2 separate regions of the Mus musculus genome follow, and region 2 is linked to region 1. The links are chromatin contacts, called in public HiChIP or PLAC-seq maps. All regions are on one chromosome and are shown on one strand. Each heading gives the region's core, a stretch centred on a gene start, on an enhancer-like site or on the middle of the called end of the contact. The rest is flanking DNA. Distances are from core to core; before and after follow the strand shown.

Region 1 (2,945 bases), core at 293-2,792:
TAATAGCCAGAAGCTGGAAAGAACCTAGATGCCCCTCAACAGAGGAATGGATACAGAAAATGTGGTACATCTACACAATGGAGTACTACTCAGCTATTAAAAAGAATGAATTTATGAAATTCCTAGCCAAATGGATGGACCTGGAGGGCATCATCCTGAGTGAGGTAACACATTCACAAAGGAACTCACACAATATGTACTCACTGATAAGTGGATATTAGCCCAAAACCTAGGATACCCAAGATATAAGATACAATTTCCTAAACACATGAAACTCAAGAAAAATGAAGACTGAAGTGTGGACACTATGCCCCTCCTTAGAAGTGGGAACAAAACACCCTTGGAAGGAGTTACAGAGACAAAGTTTGGAGCTGAGATTAAAAGGTGGACCATGTAGAGACTGCCTTATCCAGGGATCCACCCCATAATCAGCATCCAAACGCTGACACCATTGCATACACTAGCAAGATTTTATCGAAAGGACCCAGATGTAGCTGTCTCTTGTGAGACTATGCCGGGGCCTAGCAAACACAGAAGTGGATGCCCACAGTCAGCTAATGGATGGATCACAGGGCTCCCAATGGAGGAGCTAGAGAAAGTACCCAAGGAGCTAAAGGGATCTGCAACCCTATAGGTGGATCAACATTATGAACTAACCAGTGCCCCGGAGCTCTTGACTCTAGCTGCATATGTATCAAAAGATGGCCTAGTCGGCCATCACTGGAAAGAGAGGCCCATTGGACACACAAACTTTATATGCCCCAGAACAGGGGAACGCCAGGGCCAAAAAGGGGGAGTGGGCGGGTAGGGGAGTGGGGGTGGGTGGGTATGGGGGACTTTTGGTATAGCATTGGAAATGTAAATGAGCTAAATACCTAATAAAAAATGGAAAGAAAAAAAAAAAAAGAGATACTCTTCCAAATTGTTGATTGCTGAATTCCAAATTAGTTCAGCCTTTAAGGAGAGCAGTATGGGATGTCTTTAAAGGAAATAAAAGATAAAATTATCGTACGGTTTCCCAAGCTCACTGCTGTCAGCTGTCAGCGGGAGCGAGCGTGCTGAAGAGATACAGACCCTCATTTTCCTCGCAGCCTTTTTATTCTCAATAGTCAACACCACACTGGCTCAACTGAAGTGAGCAAAAGACAGGAACACACACTTGACAGAATGCAAGTCAACTTTTCATAGGACAGCTACTCATGACCACATAGGAAGACATGGAGACATGCGGGTATTCTATGTGAAACACGCAGGCCTAGAAAAAGATACATGCTGTATTGTCTCACACAGGAAGTCTTAAAACATCAAACTCTGCTAATAAAATAACGATGATGATAAAAAAGACCCTCTCTAGCAGGAGTAGAAAGGTTGTAAACTCTGTCATACATTTGAAAATTGGCAAGAGAGTAAATGGTATTTTCACCATTAAAAGTTAGTAAGCATTACAATGCACATTAATTTAGCCACTGCACGATGCACACGTGTAGACCATAAATGTACAACTTTTACTTGTCTGTTGAAAAACAACAGCTGTGGGTATAAAAAACTGTAGCTTGCACCAAGTGTTCTTTCTCAGCAGCCTAGAATAACAACCCCCTCGGGGAATGGTGCAGGGCAGTTTGCTACCTCACACTGGGAAACAGGTTTGAACCCAGGAGAGGACACTGTGAGCCAGCATTTCTCCTGCGGAGAAGACGAGGGAGGATGAAGCCCAAAAGGATACATACGATTTTGCTCAGTCCCACTCCTCCAGCGGAAGGAAGTACACGGTGTTGTAAATTACTGTTTTAAACCTTGATGTTTTCTTGTGGCTGTCTGGGTAAGATATTTCTTCCTCTTTCACACCAACACCCACTCTCTAGAAATTCCATTCAGGTTAGCAATAAAAACTAAAAGTTATTTAGGAACCGGTCTGCAAAGCCTGCATAGCTTTTGTAGAAAGGAGAAGTTCTGGAAGTGCTCACAGGGAGAAAAGGACTTCGGGGCTGCAGCACTGGAATTCAACATGGCAGAGTGAGCTGGAAACCAGACAGCCAATGGTTCTATTCACACTGTTTTATAATTTAACGCAAGTCTTCCTCCTTTTCTCATTTTCTTATGGCATTTTCATATCTACCAGCTTCAGCTGACCCCTTCATACTTCACCTTCTCCAGGATCTCGCCATCCTCCAGTCTCGGGTTACTCTTTTCCAGCCAAAGTATTCATATGTCATGTGTTCTCATTCCCACCCTGTTCACCGCTCTTTGCTACAGCCTCTTTATCCTGCCCCTTGCTTTATTTCTACTTTGCCCTGACTTGTCTTTGGTGGATACTGGTAAGCCAGACATAAGTCCTATGGAAATGTAAGGGGTCCAAATTATCCCAGGTAAATGTGAGGCGTAAGAATGAAGAGAAATGTGGAACCATGAAAGGAAGCCTGCTTTGTGGTTGAGCTAGGCTTAAACCCCAGAGACCCAGCAGATAACTCTGTAAGGGATGGAAGGAAGTTTGCCACGCTACCAGACACCAGGTCCCAGCTCCATAAGTCTGTGGCCATCAGTCATGTAGGGCACAATGCCCTAAGCCCCTGGCATTCTGTCTGGACTTCACCACAGTTACCTGGCAACAGTCAGTATGCTCCGTCCCATGGTTACCTGGCAACAGCCAGATAGGTCTATTTGCCCCCTCCTCCCTCTCTTATTCTCTTACTTTTGCCCTCTTGCTCCCTCTTTCTCCACATTCCCTTACCCTCTCTGTCCACAAGGCCATGGCCGGCCTACAATAAATGCCTTAAAACCATGGACTGCCTCTTCTCATCGGGATCCGCCATACAGGAGCAATGGAGCAGGTCTTATGCTAAAGACCAGTGTCTAATCTCCCAAGGGAGGCCTCCCAAGCACTCTCAGACATGGCTTCTATCAACACAAGCCAAAGACTCTCCTCCCTGCAGGACCCAGCCGAGCGC
Region 2 (2,954 bases), core at 250-2,749, 390 kb after region 1:
TGTGAGTAAAGTCTGAGAATAACTTTGGAAGTCCATCCTCACCTCATATGTGGTTCTGAGGCAAGGCTTTGCTTGTCTCTTGCCTCTTCACTGTGCCAGTGGACCTGGGGCTTCCCAGTATTCTCCTGCCTCTGCCTCCTGGACTACAGATGTGCACCCTCACATTCAACTTTTACATGAACTCAGGATCAGAGCTGAGGTCACCAGGCTTGTATGCGGAGCATTTTGTTGAGCTGTCTCCTGGCTCTTTAAGTTTTAATATGTAAAAATGCAGCACTTTCAAATTCTTATTTTATCCATTAACATTGACTTGGGTAATCTAGATCCTTACATTTCTGAATAAATGTTGTTGTAAAAAAAAAATAAAGCCAAACTAACATAGCTAAGAATTGACTGTGAGATACTGAGTGCACTAGTCAAGTGTAGGAGGATTAACATACTGATGAGTGAGCCTTCTGATGTATGAGCATGTCCTGTCATTCTCTGCTCATTCACATGCTTTCTAGGTCTTTGATATAGAAGCTATAAACATGTCTTGTTAGTCATATTCCAAATATTTTACTTATCACCCTATTTCAAGTGCCATAACTTCCCTTTTATTTATTATTTTATGATAACATAATTTATTTTTGTACAATGACTCTCAATTCAGTAATATTTCTAAATTTACAAATTAAACCTAACAATTTTCTGTATATTATCTGTGTCTTGATTTTAAATGCACTTCATAATGTCTTAAAAATAAATTAATTAAAATGATTTTATTTTGCATTTATCTAAAATGGAATTTGAGTTTCTATTTTTATATGTTGAGAAATAACACAATTTTATATTCATGGTGAAGAAACAATGTAGGCTCAGGAGAGTTTTGGAAAATGTATCCAAACATGAGCAGATGTTATAAACACAAAAAGTTTTTTTCCCCTCATACTTCATGTATAACACTCAAGGAAGGACGTCTGTCATTCCAGTCTGGTGTTCTTATCTATAAAATAGTGACATAAGCTGCATTAATTTTCATTCTCTTTTACCGGATAGGTTGATGATTGGCTCAGCGGTTGTACTTTTAGACACTTCCCATTGTCTTCTGCTCACCCCTCTGTAGTCTTGTGATTTGTAAGGGTGGGTGGGGACAAGGCTCATAGGACCTCATTTTCTGGCAGGGTGGTGGGTGGTGCCAGCCTACTCAATATTCACACACTCTCTATTGAAGACATTTGAGAATGTCCATGTCTTTTAGACTTCTCCTATTGGCTATGGATGATGCCATCTTGTCTCAGCTCCATCTTTGTGCAGAATTACCTTTTCTCACACCTCATATTACCTCCACGATAAGCCAAGAGTTGCTAAGTGGTGAGTTCAGTTTCTCTGAGGATCTTAACTCTGAGCCATGAACATTCATTTTCTACCCCCAGGTCTCCTTTCACCCTCATGTCATTTCCCAGTGGGTGTTTCCCTCAAGGAGAACAGATGTGAGGGTTTTGTTGACCTCTTCCTCTTCAGTAGGTCTTCCTGTTTCACATCCACATCACGTCAGTTAGCTTTTCATCTCTGTGAAATCATGCACAGCCTAATCAACTTATAAGAAAGAAAGGTTACTTCTGGTCTCCAGGTCCCTAATTTTGATTCTGTGCTTATTCTGCTCTCTTTCTTTAGTGATATATCAGGATGGTGCATCATGAAAAGAGATGCATGTTAGAGGAGACTTGTTTACCTTATGGTGGCCAGAAAAGGATTAAGTCATTTATTTAGGGTTTTGATATTCCTTCAAGGACAGACTCCCAGTAACTTTTTTCATTCTCTTACCTCTTAAAGGTACCACAACTGCTGGCTAATGCTACATACATACCTTTGGGAGTAGTCTGGATCTAAATTATTAATTCTTAAAACCAAAGGACTGAATGACAATTTGTACACATAGTCTTGTGTTTTATTTATTTTGAGGATTGAACCCATGACCTAGTTCCACATAGTCTAATATTTTTATGTGAATCTTGTTTTATCTCTAAGTAAAACCTGATTTTGCTTTGGCTCCAAGATTCTGCCAGATGTCAAAACCCAATTCTCCTTTTCAGTTTATCTTGTAACTATCTTAATTACCCTCGAGGCAAGTGCTATCCTTGGCAGAAAAACAAGGTCAAACACGGACTGCCTTTGGATATATTCCCACATAGGATCATCCTTTGTGTGATACTGTGACTTCTTGCATGCATCTTCTGTGTCTTTTTATCCTTCAGGGTTTTTTTTTTTTGAAATTTATAATTGATGTGGCAAAAATAAGGACTTGCTATGCAATTGTTCTCAGAAGACACAGTGAGATATTCATGCTCCATAAGTCAACTCTTTTATCTGCATTAATATTTAATCTGTATGAAGTGGAATCTCCTTATTAAGGATATTTTGATGTATTAGTCATTGCATTAAGTGGCAAGGGAGATCAGCAATAGTCACAGCATGCACCTGTCCTTGAGGAACGTGGAATAGTCGGGGAGACAAGACAACACAAGGCAATGTAAGGAGTCAAAATGAATTGGAGCCCTTGACTTTAATTGCTATACAGTGGTGGCAAATGGTACAACCAACAGAGTCCAAAGTACCTGGGGATCACTTTGTGGGAAAGTAGGCATTAACGTTTTGACAGGTGGTAAATTTGGCTGGTGCTGAGAGGTAAGACCTAATCCTTAAGAATGTTATTAAGAATGGAAATGAGAGAACACCACGCAGACACTTGGGACTCTGATTGATATTGCAGGAAGGATACAACTGAAGAACAATATAACACTCACCAAATGATCATAAAATGGAATAGAGTATCCAATAGACGTGTCATTTTTAGGTAATTTCCTGTAGATAAGCAGGGATTGTGAAAAAATCACCACCACAAGATAGAAAACTGTTTAAAAATGGACCCTTTTGCAACAGTGGCTATCAGATATTCACATGATTTATGAGCT

Evidence for each region. HiChIP or PLAC-seq counts read pairs in DNA pulled down with a chosen protein or histone mark.
Region 2: an H3K27ac HiChIP or PLAC-seq map of large pre-B cells shows a contact between it and region 1, with 4 times the contacts expected there. The contact joins two enhancer-like sites. A contact is called at or near these places in 2 of 484 Hi-C or Micro-C datasets (the 63-12 cell line and the C10 cell line) and 1 of 115 datasets of contacts at active chromatin or transcription factors (large pre-B cells).

What each region holds. Positions count from the first base shown.
Region 1 is chr8:81,078,474-81,081,418 of GRCm38.p6, forward strand. No RefSeq gene overlaps it. Among named protein-coding and RNA genes, the nearest start is that of Gm9725, 48 kb to the left of the region's middle. Within about 2 kb of position 1,543, at least 24 of the 459 cell types and tissues checked have an H3K27ac peak or open chromatin away from gene starts, as enhancers often do. A contact at or near this core is called in the 63-12 cell line, where this site is marked.
Region 2 is chr8:81,465,497-81,468,450 of GRCm38.p6, forward strand. All of the region lies in intron 1 of Inpp4b (inositol polyphosphate-4-phosphatase, type II), which reads left to right. Among named protein-coding and RNA genes, the nearest start is that of Gm51582, 120 kb to the left of the region's middle. Within about 2 kb of position 1,500, at least 26 of the 459 cell types and tissues checked have an H3K27ac peak or open chromatin away from gene starts, as enhancers often do. A contact at or near this core is called in the 63-12 cell line, where this site is marked.